2 separate regions of the Dromaius novaehollandiae genome follow, and region 1 is linked to region 2. The links are chromatin contacts, called in public Hi-C maps. All regions are on one chromosome and are shown on one strand. The core of a region is the stretch at or near the end of the contact, and the rest is flanking DNA. Distances in the headings are between cores, read along the strand shown. Region 1 overlaps PRKAG2 (protein kinase AMP-activated non-catalytic subunit gamma 2). Region 2 overlaps PRKAG2 (protein kinase AMP-activated non-catalytic subunit gamma 2).

Region 1 (4,304 bases), core at 1,559-4,058, 110 kb before region 2:
CGGTTGCCCAGTGCAGCATCGAGTCATAACCCCATGCCTCTGATCTGAAAAAAGATTTGCCTTGAAAGGAAAAATATCTTCCTACAAAATTTACTTAGCTGCTAGCCATTCCAGGTTTGTTGCAAGTACGGCTTTGAAATGGTAAACTGGTCGCTAGGGCTTCGCGCGGAGCGTTGCGCCTCTGGAAAGGCACCGAATGCTGTGTCCTCTGCTGGGTCCTTTGGGACGAGGTGCGTGCAGCTGCCAGCTGAGCCCCTTCTGCGGGTGTGCGGCACGCTCCTGCAGAGCACTGTTCTTAAAGTTAATTCTCAGCTTTCTGATTTCTTTGTCCTCAAGTTTCTTTTGAGTTAAAACAGCACTATTAGACCAATAATTGAAAAATGAACATGGATTTGGGACGAACAAACTGAGCTTTGCGGTTATACAGACGACTTGCTAATGCTGCTCCCCGCACTATAAAACTCTCTCCAAATGTGTTTCATTCCCACTTCCAACAGCGAGATGAAACTCTCCTGGTATGTGAAGCGCAGCCCTACCCAGCACTGCCCACCGCCCGCCTTGCATCTGCCAAATCCGTGCATCTTCTGCCAGCACCCTGCAGAGATTTAGATAGATGAGATGTGAAGCTTGGTACCTACTTTCACTTATCTCTGAAAGTGTGGGCAAGTGAAAAGCCAAGGAACACTGAGCAATTGCATTTTAATTATTGGTAGAAGATTGGGTAAGAAAAAAAAAAGAGTAGATTGGTGTTTTCTAATTTTAGAATAGTACTTGTGACACGTAGCTGGCAGGATGCTATTATAGAGCAGATATTAACTTACTTGAGATTGTATTTCAGAGGCTGTAATAACAAAGGAAGAGGTAATAGATGTACATTAAAGTCTGAGGTGCTGTGAAAAGTGAGTTTGAAATCGGCATTGTGGAACTGCTTTCCAGTTTGTCTTTGATTTGCTCGGTTTGCAGATGAACGCTGCATTAACGGCTCTCAGGGCCAACAGCTTGGGATCTGAGCTCTACTACTTTATTGAGTTTTAAGTGTGCAAACTGTACTAACTCTGGGTGCACAGCTTGAAAGAAAATGCATTTCTTTTGTTTATGAGTTCACATCAGTAGGTATAATGCTAACAAAGAATAAAAATTAGCACGAATTTACTGTCAGTGAAGCAAACTAAGGTGATCTGAAATAAATGCAGAAAGATCTGCTCAATTCAGATTACTTTTTTCCATAGTCTTGCTTGAAATCTCGCTTCTGAGACAGTGCATATACGAGTTACTGAGTGGAAATTAGGAAGCTATCCCTGCGGATATGCTAAAATCAAATACCATTAATATTTTATTAAAAGTACATGGTTATATGAAATTTAAGTCATAAAAACGTAGCTTTGTACTTGGAGGTAGCTGAATGCCCTTTTTGAAGGACAGCAGGGAATTTTCTAATCCTGCTTCCCAATTAAAGTCATAGCAATAATCATGACACATTGCTGGTGCTGCCTCTTCCAACAGTGAGGGAAATCAATTAAAACGTTTCCCTTGACCTAAGGCTTTGAAATGGGCTACTGTGGATGGGATCAAAACATAAATTAGCTAAGAATTAGAGGTTGCTTGAAGAACTTTAAAATCACCCACCAGCTTTCACACGCCTTAAAGCTAGTAGTTATGTTTGAATAATAATGAAATTGCACTGTATTTGAGGAAGGAAATGTTTCAACGTGAAATTTTAATTTTCTCCTTTCTCTTAGGAAATAATTTTCCCCCTTCTGAAATTCAGTACTATTAATCATGGTGCCTTAAAAAATAATCCATAAGGAGGACTCCTGCTGCTACAGTAACAAAGAAACAAATAGTATTTGCTCAGAAGGATGCAGGTGATAAGGAGAGGCTGTCATGTATCTTATTCATTCTAATAACTTATTTTTTTGGTAGAGCAGGTCGTGCTTAGAATATGCGCCGTGCAAAAAAAGGTTGTGACTGTACTAGTTTTTACCCGTAGATGGAGCAAGCAGCTCTCATTTCCAATAGCCCAGGGAAGAGATGGGGCTTCATGTGGCCACATTAAGCTCTGCTCCCTTGAAGGCCTCCTAACCGCGGCAGAGCCGTACTCAAGTTTTTCTTCAGGCTTTAGACTGCAATTGATTTCTCCCCCGATTTTACTGCCTGTTCGCAGCGTTTGGGTAGGAGTTTGCAGCGGAGCAGTTCAGCCTGTGGACAGACAGCGTCCAGGCGTGGGCGTTGCACGTAGCGTCGGGCTCTGGCTGCGTGACCCATTCTGGAGTCTGCATTTGGGTTTCTCTTCACTAAACCGATACAGTCTTCCCACAGTCTCTGACCCTCACGGCTTTTGGCTCAGCGGTAGAGAGAAGTCAATTATAATTTGCATCAGGACGTCGGAGAGCTGTGGATGTTTTCATCTTCAGTTTTCCGGCTTGTGTTCGCAATTCCCCTGCCTGCCGACGCGACAGGCCAGGAGACCACGAGAGGGGACCGCTGCATGGCAGCCGGGACCTCTGCCTGTGCCGGCCCGGGGGACCAGCCACGCATGGCGAGGGCAGCAGGCTGTGGAGGGACGGGCAGTGCCCGGTGACCCTTCGGAACAGGTTTACCGTAGCGTGCGCCCTTCCACCCTCACCTCCAGCTCAGCGCATCTCACGCGTGTATGGCGTATGCGTAAAACCCTCGGAAAGGAGCAAGGCTATTTCTGGTTTTCCTCGTTTTCCAATCCCGGCGCGCAAATGCATCTAATATGCTTTCTCAATCTTGCTTTGCCCCCAGAGGCAGAAAGGGGGAGTAACGCGATTCTTTGCAGTCTTAGCTACAGCCGAGGAATGACTTTTTGCAGACAGCACGTGTCAACAGCTGCGGCTGACCTGGTGCTGCCTCCAGCTTTGCGTGGACAAAGACAAGCCGTGCTCAGCACCATTTCCGCTGTGCCAGTTACTGACATCTGCTGTCAGCAGCAGATGGGTTTTCCAGCTAAAATCTGCCCATTGTGATTTATCTTACCTTATTTGGAGAGCTCTTTCGGTGCGTTTCCCATTTCATCTTAGTTTTCACATGGCCAGTATTATTCCTAACGTGCATAGGTGCACATGTACTCAGTATGTATATATTCAATATACTTCTATATTCATTACCACTCTTTCTAGGAAATAAGGAATTTTTAAACTCTCTTCAAATCACTAATGATTTAGGTGCAATGGTGCAAATAAAGGGAGCTTTTTCACCCTAACTTTCATCTGTAGGATATGTGGACAGACCTGGGAACCAGCTTCATCCCCATCTTCTGTTTCTTTCCTGCGATTTAAACTGTGGAATGTGCCGGAAACCATCCGACTCGCTTTTGGTAACTGAGTTGTTACTCCTTGTGATGTATAAACAAGAAGACAGTGACCTTAGATGTACATTTGCTCTTTTCGAGACTGTTGCTGGCATGCGGGGGGAATAGAAACTGCAGCTGGAGCATCTCTAAAGGTTGATGAACCTCGGTGGCCTGTCAGGGCGGGTGGCCTTTGGCTGCATGGAGCAGAGAGGTCTGCAGGGCAGTGCTCACGTGCAAGCAGCTTTGTGTCCCCACGGGTAGTCATCTAAGCAACCGTAAAGCTACAGATAGAGTTTTGGAGTCTCAGGCTATCGAATTTCAGTAAACCATTTTTTTGTTCTTGTTTTTCCTTTAATTATCTGTAGTTTAAAAATGCGTTAAAACATGTAGGGACGAATTTTCAAGCACGTTCAGGTGCCCAATTTCTATTAAGTACCTTGTTTTATCTGAATTTTAGCAAATGCAAGTCATGACCACATTGTGCATCAAATCTTTTTTGATAAGTAGCTAGATTCTGCAGTTTTATCCATCTCTTAAGGTATCAGATTGAATTTAGAATATCTCGATCATAGGTTCTCAGTGTTTTGTTTCATAAATAAAGTCCATGGAAAATACCTGAAAAATGGGCTGAATAAACATGATAAATGTTGAATCGATCTGTTTTCTGATCTGGGAAAATATGGAGTGAAAGAACCCATTCACAGGGCAGAAAAGTGCACAATTTGGTGTAATAAGTACTTAAATTCTAGACTCAGCCTGGCAGCCCCTAGTTCTTATGTGGCCCGCAAGCCACATACATTTGTGGCTTGAGTCTGAAGATGCTGAAGATAACAGAGACCTCTTTTGGGTTGCCAAGCTGTGGACTGTGGACAGATGGGGAAGGCCTCAGGACCCATCAGGATTCCTTAGCGGGTTGAGCAGAGCCCTGGGCACCTCCAAGCAAGGCAGGAGAGCTCTGCAGCCACTTCTGCCAGGAGCCCTCCCGTGC
Region 2 (4,183 bases), core at 428-2,927:
TGAGGGAGATCAGCATTGCTTATGTTTTACATATTTAGTTGGTAGCTAATAAATCAGTGTATTATACATGTTTGAAGTATAAGGATCTTCTGTATAAACAAACCTCAGTTCCAGCTGGACAGTTGGATCCTTGTTCAGATCCTGTTTAGAGTTTCATAGCTATTATATGGGTGTTAAACACAGTGCTCGTGGATATCTATCTCATGCCTCTCAGCATTTCCCGTTGTAACTTTCCAGTATCCATCTGCAGAGCTTTTGCTGTGTGGTGTCTAAAGGAATTTAACCAATTCTGATTTCCAAGTTGGAAAACAATGAATGTAGAGTGGGATAGTTAGGTGCCCTTAAGTAGGTGAGGGTTGTTGAGGTTCAGTGGAAGGTATGTGTTTGGTGGTGGGAACGTGTCATGAATGAGAGAAGGGTCTGTAGGCACATGTTCTTTGTGGTGGTCAATATACAGAGTTCCCTACCGTTGCTGCCACTGACAGCATTACCTGAGTAAACTGAGAAACACGTCCTGCTTTTCGGTTACTGCATTTGCTATTGTAATGTATTAACTTGCATAATTGTTAGTAAGTCAGCAAAACTGTAGAGAACAATGATGTGCTCTGCTAAGGGTTTAACTGGAAAAATATTTTTACACTACAAAACAGTTGTTTTTATCAACTGCTTGATGTCTTCCAACACTTGCTTCTACATGCAGTATACTTAATTGTATATAAAACAACACCATTAGGGCTACAGAATCAGATGGAAATACAGATTCAGAATTAGAGCATTAATTTCCCTGGGTACCTATGCTTGTGGTAATTTCTATATACATGACGAAAGCTTCATAGAACCTCCATTTCTGTCAGTGCGAAGAACAGGCTTGCCCTGCAGATGATTCAGAACAGTCGGATCACTGTTTTGCTTGTTGCAGAAATTGGAAAGTACGTAAGGAAAGAGGCAGGGGACTAAAGCTGGAAGAAAAGACAGTTTCATGCTGTTCCATGGCTGTAGTACCAGACTGTAGTTTCTGTGGTTCTGGAAAAAACATGACAATGCAACATCTCTCCCATGGTTACTGATTATATTAGTAACAAGTCTTATTTACTGGGGGATTGACTTACCAGTTCAAGCCCAGTTCTCACTGTGTATTGTGCTGGCTGGGGGGGAAGAGAGACTCAAATAAATAAACACAGTCTCTCTATACAGTATCAGAGTCCTTATGGTTGTGGAGGCAACCTTAACTTCCTCATGATCAGATTTTTTTACTTTGTCATCCAGATGTTCTCATAGTATTGTTTTTAATGTTTAGTTTTCTTCCTCCCTCTAGATCTTGCATTTAAAAACAAAACCCCCACCCCACTACAACTCATCGTATCACATGGTAATTAAATTCATCCTATACAGACAATAGCCATTTAAGCTATTGCAAGAGTTAGAGGATGATAAGCTTTTACTATGTTATGGTGCTGTATAAGAGGTTCTGTGTCCCAGCCTGCCTTTTTCAACCTCTTCTTCTTTATGCCCTTGCCAAGTAAGTACCGGGTCCATTTGGTATCACCTCGTCAAGGTTGCTTCTCACCAGTCTTTTCCAAGTCTGCCTGCCTAGTACTTTCCATGTCACTTTGCTCATGTTGTTTCCTAGTGTCTTTGTTCTTGGCTCCTGCTGTTTTCACTTCTGGTCCTGATCGTTATAGCCACATAACTCCAGCAAATGACTTGTTTTTCCTCCCCCTCTCTCCTGCTTCTCCCTGATTGGACTCTTTTCCCTTCTGTATTTCTGCGGAACTGCTATTTCATGCTGCTTGGGTTTCAGTGGGAAAAGGGCTTTTTTAAAAGTAAAGGAAGTACCTGAGATGATCAGAAAACTAGATGCATCTGCATCTAAACTCTGCCAAATGTAATTTAATCTACTGTAGACTACATTGCATGTTTGATCCTTGCCCCAGGATTTTCTAAATGGCCCAAGTGGATCCTGTTTCCATAAATCACTAAGTCTGGGTTTTGTGATGGTGTGTGTTAAGTAGCCTTAATAGGATGGTACTGATTGCATAATCTGCCAAACTGGCCTACTGCCTCTTAAGAAAATACAAAATTACTAAGTGAAAAGTATACTGAACAGAAACAAGATCGGAGAAATACTAATTTCAGGAGCTTGAGTCAGTTGAGCCAGATCTTGGGGAAAAGTCAGTTTGAAAATTAAGTTGTGTATATCTAGAGTTCAGGCATCTAGTATGCGTATGAGCCTATTCAATAGTTTGCCATTGGAAAAATGGGAATTTTTTTTAATATAAATCTCCAGTACTAAAGTCCTTTCTTTTTAAGGAAGAACAGCACATTTCATCTTTATACTATGTAATTGGAAAGGAAAGATGCATCTGAGATGCAAAACTCAGAACTATGAACTGTCTGTCCAGATCTGAAAGTGTGAATTTGAGTTTTGCTGTAGGGATGTCCTTCTGCAATAGTGCTTAGTTGATTTGGCATGCTTTTTACATTGTTTTATTTAAAATAACCTTAAAGAAACAATGTTTTTATTTACAGCACTTGAAGAATCGGAAAGTGACATTTATGTGCGATTCATGAGGTCACACAAGTGTTATGACATTGTTCCGACAAGCTCTAAGCTTGTTGTTTTCGACACTACGTTACAAGTGAGTATTCTCCTTTCAGTCTTTTTTTTTTTTTTTTGCAGTTCACTTGTTTTTCTTCTAATATGTATGTTTCCTGAGTGTTAAATGAAATTTGATCTCTTGAAGCTCTCCTGTAATACTGTGCTTTGACTGCAAAAACCCATAATGTTTCAACTATATCTTTCATGGTCTATTAGAGAAGGACATGGGGGAAGATTTCCTTGCTCAACAGAAAGAAGATAGAATTTATATTGTAGTTGGAGTCTCTAGCTAAAAAATTTACATAAATGTAGATGAATAAGATTTGATAGCCATGAAGAAGTCAATATAACCCTGTGCTCATTTGAAAAAGATCTCTGTTGTAACAGTTTTGAAATATCCAGACGTTTTCACCCTCCTCTTTCTCTATTGTTAAAGCAATATAGGACTAGAATGGATGGCTTAATTCTGCAAGTTATTAAATTCTCCTGGAAATCTTTGTTTTCAGCTTCTCATTTTGCTTTTAATCATCATCTGCTAGACTCTTGGCTCTGCATGAAGAATTTATTTGCCAAAGGAAAGCACTAGCTGCCCACTGTAGAAGCAGAGTGGAGTTGTGGTAGAGAGTTGTGGCTTTCTTTGTCTGTTTCCTGGATTTTGAAATTGGTGGGAGGTTTCTTTTGTTCAGAGATGCTCCGATTTTGACTTGACTAAACCCAGTGAAGTAATATTGGCTGGAATGTACTGCTCAGTTGGATTTCAGTCTCCCACAGTCAGAGACAACCACATAATAGATATTTAGTCCCAAAGTGTTCACAGAACTATCCTGTGTATCAGATAATCCTTTACAATGTAGGATTATCTGTACAACAATCTCAAAGATGCAAAACCTACACTATGCAACAAGGAAAAGTAGTGTGGCAGCATTGCACGTGTTCTAGTCAATTTATATAGTCACTCATCCTGGGGGTGCACTCATCCTTCTTGAGTTGATCATTGCCTGAGGGGGCAGGAACTTTTGATGTGAGTACGAACAGATACTTAATTAGTAGAGCAATATGTCTATTTATATTTGGTACTAGAATTATATTAAAATTTAGACAGGGCTCTGGATAGGAGCCTGCCCATGTGCCAAAAGGCTTCCTGGTGCTGATAGCCAGGTGCTGATACCAGCCTGAGCTGATAGCCAAGAGGGCAGCACTGAACATAGCAGTTTATATGACATGAGACACTGGTGACCTATTCCTCCTTTATTCAGCAAGGCAAACTTTTACTGGAATCTTTTCATTTTTAAGTACCTTGGTACTTAAAGTACCTTAAGTATCATTTTAACAGTCACTTTTTTTCCCTTCGTCTTCCCAAGGGTTCTTTACTGGGTGTTGGATTTTGTGGTGAAAATACATCTGATCTGTGGTTAGGGATGGAGGAGAGAGTCTTGGAGGAAGAGCTTTTGAGCACATAGGCACAGAGTTTAAATATTCACAGTATCAATTTTCCATGCCTCTTCCACCTCTTGACTGTTTTGATACAGTCTTCCAGCTGCGTCTGTTCTTGCACTGAACCAGTTGCATGGACTCAGTGATTAT

The links. Hi-C and Micro-C count contacts between places; a contact is called where the count stands out from the background.
Region 1: a Hi-C map of brain shows a contact between it and region 2, with 4 times the contacts expected there. The contact joins two enhancer-like sites. A contact is called at or near these places in 2 of 4 Hi-C or Micro-C datasets (brain and ovary).

The regions. Positions count from the first base shown.
Region 1 is chr2:7,967,350-7,971,653 of bDroNov1.hap1, reverse strand. The region is part of intron 4 of PRKAG2 (protein kinase AMP-activated non-catalytic subunit gamma 2); the gene reads left to right. Among named protein-coding and RNA genes, the nearest start is that of PRKAG2, 88 kb to the left of the region's middle. Within about 2 kb of position 2,808, at least 2 of the 2 cell types and tissues checked have open chromatin away from gene starts, as enhancers often do.
Region 2 is chr2:7,860,760-7,864,942 of bDroNov1.hap1, reverse strand. PRKAG2 (protein kinase AMP-activated non-catalytic subunit gamma 2) reads left to right here. Exons shown (of 17, transcript XM_064505725.1): 7 at 2,530-2,639. Among named protein-coding and RNA genes, the nearest start is that of RHEB, 40 kb to the right of the region's middle. Within about 2 kb of position 1,677, at least 1 of the 2 cell types and tissues checked has open chromatin away from gene starts, as enhancers often do.